2 separate regions of the Astyanax mexicanus genome follow, and region 2 is linked to region 1. A link is a contact called in public Hi-C data. All regions are on one chromosome and are shown on one strand. Each heading gives the region's core, a stretch centred on a gene start, on an enhancer-like site or on the middle of the called end of the contact. The rest is flanking DNA. Distances are from core to core; before and after follow the strand shown.

Region 1 (3,261 bases), core at 197-2,696:
TCTTGAGCTCCTGGTGAATCTGCTTTAGAGAACGCTGAATATGAACAAATTATATCAAAAAGAACCTCTAAAGAGCTAAAATATATATGATGTATGGATCAGGTCAAATAAATCCACCGTCATTTAAAAATATAAAAATATTAGATTGATAGTGATATAAATGTATAGTTTGCAATGTATAGTTTTTAAGAAGAGGTCTGAAACTCCTGCAGATCATGTGAAAGGTGGAGGTTTCTGTCTAAAAAATATTTCTTTTTTTTTTTTTAAATATGAGGATGTTTCACCTGTTCATTCCTGAACAACTAAGACCTTACTCTATAATATTATACCGTCAGATATAATAAAAAATGTAACTAACTATTTTGAACTTTTTTCTTTACATTATTTGAGGTCTGAAAGCTCCGCCATTTCTCATTTTCCGCAAATAAATGCTCTAAATGACATTGTGAATATTGTTTTTTGGAATTCGGGAGAAAAGTTGTTTGTAGTTTATAGAATAAAACTACAATGTTCCTTTTACTTATATAATTTAATTATATACCTGTTTATAAAATCTGAGAAACTGTAGTCTCTTATTATACATATTATAATATTATACATATTATAATTATTATAATTATAATAGCATTGATGTTCACATTTATACGTTTTTATATTCATATTTTTTATTATTATTTTTTTTCTTAAAGCTCACCTTCCGTCGTTTTTTCTTTCATTTTAAAATGTCTAGTTGTGGTCTCTAGTATGAATGAATGACATGTGAGCCGTTTTTGTAAAAAAAAAGTGCTCAGGTGTCTCTGTATAGCTCTTTTTTAATGGACTGTTTTAGGGGTGTGTCCAAAATGACCGGATTCCAGCTTTGCTCATGAATATTCATACATGCAAACAGCATGCAAATATCTCTCCTCTGATTGGCTAGGAGCACTGCGACGCCCCTCCACCGCTCTGCCGCTCACTGCCTCCCACCTCCTAACTGTTGCGTCGCTTCAGCTCCGCCTCTGGGAGTTTCTCGAGCCAAGGTGGGCTGGTCTGTGAGTTTCTGCCTACGTAGGCAGAAAGATAATTCAAAATTCACCCGTTTTTCGGAGGGGGGGAGGGGGGATTTCTTTGCTTAGGTCCTGCAGACAATGGGGGCTGCAAAACAGTTTAATGTGCAGGTGTACACATTCAACTCAGAGAGACCTACTGTATTCCACAAAAAACAAGAAAAATCGGATTTTCGCGGAAGGTGAGCTTTTAGAATTACAACATAAGAGAATGTGATTGTGAAAAAGTGTGAGTTTTTTGTTTTCAGTATTTGGTACAGCATGTCCCGTTTTGCTGTAATGACAGTGTGCACTCGCTCTGCAGGGACTCCACAGGTTTCTGTAAATGCCTCTGTTCAGCAGATCAGACCCACCTGTGAGTCACCTGAATCTATTTGAGAACTTTTTGTATAAAGGAACAAAAGTAGATTCACTTAAAATAGTAAATTTGCTTTTTATTTAAGTATTTACATATCAAAACTTGATGATCTACACTGTAACGCCTTTTTAAAATGTGAGAAACGTTAAAAAAAAAACACAGCCCACACTAAAGATACAGGAACGTGATCAAAGTGAGATCATCATGCTCATTCGGAACATGTCAATACGACCTTTCATGGACACACACACACACACACGCACACACACTGATCCTACTGTTCTCCTGTCCTGAACACTTAGCTCTGATCACGCATGCTAAGAAAACACAAACACACACACACACACACACACACACACACACACACACAGTTATTTTTACCTTTTCACACAATGATCTGAACTTTCTTCTCCTTACATTTGAATAAAAATAGCCTCGTTACTCCTATTTACTAATTTCAGCTCGTTTTCATTCCGGCTTTTTATCGTTCAATAAAACCTCTATCCAGATAAATCTCTCCATCCAGATAGAGTGAATCAATCTGATTGTGATTGGATGTAAAGAAATATAAACATATACCATTCGGACTCCCTATTGGTTTATTCTGTGCACTAGTTAGTTTGTTAGTTTGTAGTTTGTTAGTGCACTATAGGGTTATGTGGGTGTGGTCTAAGCTTTTGTTCCTAATGGCTTTATTTCCCCCCCCTTATATACTTTTACTTAAAGAGTAAAAAGATTGAGTTGATACTTGAGTTTAATTTCTACAGAATTATTGTATTAAAACCCTAGTATCTATACTTCTACATACAGAGTAATGAATAAAGATACTTTTTACATTTTTTGTAGTAGCCAAAACAGCATTTTTTTTTTTTGCCATATGGTGTTAACGTTTCTGTTTAGTCTAAACTGATATAAAATAAAAACAGCCTTAGTATATTTAAGGCGTTTTTGTATTCTATTTATTATTATTATTATTATTATTATTATTATTATTATTATTATTATTATTATTATTATTATTACAGAAAATAAGTGAGAGTTGCTTCTGGAGAGGCATGCGCACTGTGGCTGATACTACAGAGACCCTTCCCTGAATATTTGTCGTTATTTTGGCGCCACCTAGTGTTCAGAGGGGCTCATCTGCTCTCTCTCTCTTTCTCCCAAACTAAATTGACCATGATGCTTTGCGCTCTGCTGGCTGCTTATTATCGCGAGAAAAGGCTGAACGGGATCAGAAATATGACCAATTTAACAGTGTTCACCTATCAGACTGTAGAGCTTCTGCAAACAAAGTCCTTTATGGAGAATAATATGAAGGGTTTTTTTTATTTTTTTATCTCATTCATGAATTTAGATCAGGGGTTCTGAACTGATCTAAGCCCTGGACCCACATTTTATCTAATACAAACCAAACTAATAAAAAAATAGAAAAATAGAAAAACATATGCCTTTACACATTTAAAACACATTTTAACATAAATATGCATGCAAACTTAATTAAAGAGCAATTTTAATTAAGAAACTGAGGAAGACATGACATATATATGTAGAAAAGTTACTACAATAAAATTAAATATCAAAATAAGAAATAAATACGAAACAAATTATATATTTTACTTATCTGCATTCAAAGTACACTAGTGAAAAACTCTCTGTCTCCTTTTGCCCCCAATATTAAAAACAATAATAAAGTACAAAATGTATTTTTAAAATATAGTATAAAATATAGTAAATACAGTATTTTTTTCGCTACCCTTTCAGAATGTCTCTGCCAACCACTATTGGGTCCCGACCCACCCACCAATAAAGAATCACTGCATTAGATTTTAGATTAGATTTTAGACTCATAGTACTTTC
Region 2 (3,454 bases), core at 774-3,273, 91 kb before region 1:
GCGCAGGTGAGCTGTCACACACGTCACTGAACACGTCACTGAAGACGCTGAGACGCTCTCTGCACCGCCCCCTGCAGGCCGGAACGTTCCTCAGCCCCTGATACATACACACACACACACCTTCCTCAGAGGCATCTTCACATTAACACCTTACTGAGATTTCCTGTGTTCACCTGTGGAATCTTCCAAACAGATGTTTTATTATCAGTTTCTTGAGTTGGAGTTTTTGGTTTTATAGCCTCAAATAAGAAGAATTTTTCCTGCAAAATGCTTCCATTCCTACATTTGAGGCCTTTAACACATTCCAGAAAAAGTCTTTAGGCACATTCTCAGGCAGCCAGCCCAGGACCTGTACCTGGACCTGTCTCTTATTCTACAGTTAATCTATAGTTGGTCTAGAGAACATGGCCTTCACTTCTACGGACTCTGACCAGCATGTACAGGGGTTGGACAATGAAACTGAAACACCTGGTTTTAGAGCCAATAATTGATTGTGGTGACGGACAGTTCTGGTGGAAACAGGAGAGTTGAGGTGCACATTGAATTCTGCCGTGATTTGATCAGCCGTGGTTTTATGTTTTTTGGATAGCACCCGAACATCCCTTTCAGACAACTTCCTCTTACAGCGTCCACAGTTAATCCTGTTGGATGTGGTTGGTCCTTCTTGGTGGTATGCTGAGCTGACATTACCCTGGATACCATGGCTCTTGATGCATCACAAAGACTTGCTGTCTTATTTTTTTTTTTTTTTTACCAAATCATGATTAGCTTTTCGTGTTGAAATTAAATAGACATTATTTATATATTTATTAATTTAACACTTTTTTTTAGAAGATGTTGCAGGCCTGAAATGCAGATAAGGATTTATATTATATTAAATGAAATAAAGTATCATGGATTTATATCTTACTCTCCTAACACCTCTAACAAATTAACTACTTCTAACCTCATTTCCTTCTTCCCCTCCTTTACTCCTCTATCCCATTATTTCCCTTTAACCTCCTTTATGCCCTATATAAAGATGTTTTTACCTTTAACTTCTATTACTATTTGTACTTTACTATATAAGTCGCTTTGGACAAAAGCGTCTGCCAAATGTAATGTAATGTAATTTAATATCTGCAATAAAACAAGTCAGAGTATATGTACAAAATAAACACCTTTTCTTATTATTTGTAATTTCTGAACATCCCAGTCTGTAGTTTCTGACCTGCTGGATTTTACGCTCATGTCTCTCCACCGTCTCTCTGATGTTCAGACGTTTATGGCTGATCAGGTCTAGATCTGCTGTCTCTCTGACATCCTCCTCCTCCTTCTTCTTCTTCTTCTTCTTCTTCTTCTTATACGTCCCCACACCTGTGGTCTCATCTGAGCTGCTGAGATCTTCTGCAGGGTCCTGAGGCGTGGTGGCCATGGTGAAGTTACTCCAGGCCTGCATCATCTTCTCCACGTCTGCTTCAGTTTCTCTGCTCTTCTGGAGGCGAGAGGTTTCTTTCTGCGGGTTTCTGGACTTTTCCCAGATGGGTTTGTGTTCTCGGCTGTGGAGCGGTCGGGGACTAAAGCTGTGGGGCCCCAGATGCCCGGAGGTGTAGAGGTGAAGGTCAGCTTTGTTTCCTCTCTCCACACTCAGCAGCAGCTCCTTCAGCTCCCGCCGGATGCCGGAGCTCCTCTGCATTTCAGGAGGCTGTTGGGTTATTGAGAGGAACGACTGTGGAGAAAAGCGTCTCAGTGTTCAGATCTTACACACTAATCACTGATCTAAACACGGTGCAGCTCAGAACATTCATTAAAACATTTGTACTGATAAACATCATGCTTTTAATACCACAGAATCAACATATGTGATGTTTCAGTGCTTTCTAACATCTATTTCTCAGTGTTGTTCAGATTCAGTGTTCTTAGTTATACAGCTCTAAAAAAAAAAAAAAAATAAGAGCCCATTTGAAAATGATGAGTTTCTTTGATTTTAGCAAATTGAAAACCTCTGGAATATAATCAAGAGGAAGATGGATGATCAAAAGCCATCAAACCACCAAAATGAACTGCTTGAATTTTTGCACCCACCAGAAGAGAGAAATGTAGAAAGTTATCCAAAAGCAGTGGGTAAGACTGGTGGAGGAGAAATATTTTTCTATTATATTTCCAATTTTCAGTGCAGGATTATGCTCACAATTGCACAATACAAATTAAATGCATTTTAAGGCCTTTAACACATCTTAACTAGGGTTGCCAGTCATTGTGAGCAGAGCTGGATGTGTGTAGTTTACTAAAACTGTGAAACTGTAGAAACACTACAGGGCTCAAAAGACATAAATGTAGTGCTACAACTAGAACACACTCAAAAAATATTTGAGCAGCTGGTTAAAGTTCTCACCTGTAGATCTGACAGAGCTCCGCCATAACACTAAACGCTAAACACTAAACACTGGTTGCTAAGGAAGTGAGGAACTCTGCTTATTATATAGTGGGTGGAGTTTTAAACCTCTCTCTGTGAAGCTGAACTGATTCAGGATCAGTTACATCACAATAATGCACTACTGAACTTTCTGTACTTTTATCTCACTGCTGTAGATAATTATGTTCTTACTAATAAATAATATCCAAATCAAATATTAAACTCACCGCTCTGCTTTCTGGTAGATCCAATAAATGCTGTCAAATAAAATGTTAAATAGAAGGAATTTATAAATAATAATCTAACTTAAATAATAATCTATAAGTGTGCAGGTGTATTTCTTGCTGCATCATTTTGTACAGTAATGCTCTTTGGTATTTATTCTACTGTACATGTTATTATTCTATTGCTCTAATAACCGTAAGCTATAAATAACTCATATATATATATATATATATATATATATATATATATATATATATATATATATATATATATATATATATATATATTATTTTTTTTCTTAGTCTCTATTTCTTACATTATGTAAATAACACTGTATAATGTATGTGGTTGGATGCTGGCTATGTACCTGTACTATAATTAAGCAAATGCACTCTAGGTTTGTGCTATAATGTGTTATATTGGCAATGCTGTGCTGATCTACGACTACAACACAGCAGTGCCAATATTACATGTTATAGCCTCGAGTGTATTATTGTGATTATACCACAGTTCCATTATCACTGTTTTTTTGAAAGAGAAAGAGAAAATGTGAATTTGGTTATAAACACTCTGACAGTTAAAATAGTTCCATTGCTGCTCTGTTTGTAGCTGCTGTGCTGTTTGGCTTGTAAGCGCTGCATCGTTGCTAGGTTACCTGCATGTTATAGAGTAATAATGCATGGAGAGCAGTGCATTACCGGCTGATAACGGCACTCACAGAACGCCTCTCAGCCAATCACACTGCAGGGTCGGTACTAACTGTGGTATAATGTAATCTAATCAAGTTAAATTTAATTTGCTGTTGTTTGTGTTGTTCGATATTTTCTAATTCCC

Evidence for each region. A called contact is a pair of places that touch in the nucleus more often than the background predicts.
Region 2: a contact with region 1 is called in a Hi-C map of blood, with 3 times the contacts expected there. The contact joins the promoter of LOC103039557 here to the enhancer-like site in region 1. A contact is called at or near these places in 2 of 3 Hi-C or Micro-C datasets (blood and muscle).

The regions. Positions count from the first base shown.
Region 1 is chr7:3,723,371-3,726,631 of AstMex3_surface, reverse strand. The region is part of intron 1 of pde10a (phosphodiesterase 10A); the gene reads right to left. Among protein-coding and RNA genes, the nearest start is that of pde10a, 9.0 kb to the right of the region's middle. Within about 2 kb of position 1,446, the one cell type or tissue checked has an H3K27ac peak away from gene starts, as active enhancers do.
Region 2 is chr7:3,814,771-3,818,224 of AstMex3_surface, reverse strand. LOC103039557 reads right to left here and starts at 2,023. Exons shown (of 9, transcript XM_022684634.2): 1 at 1,211-2,023; 2 at 1-97. The coding sequence starts at 1,675.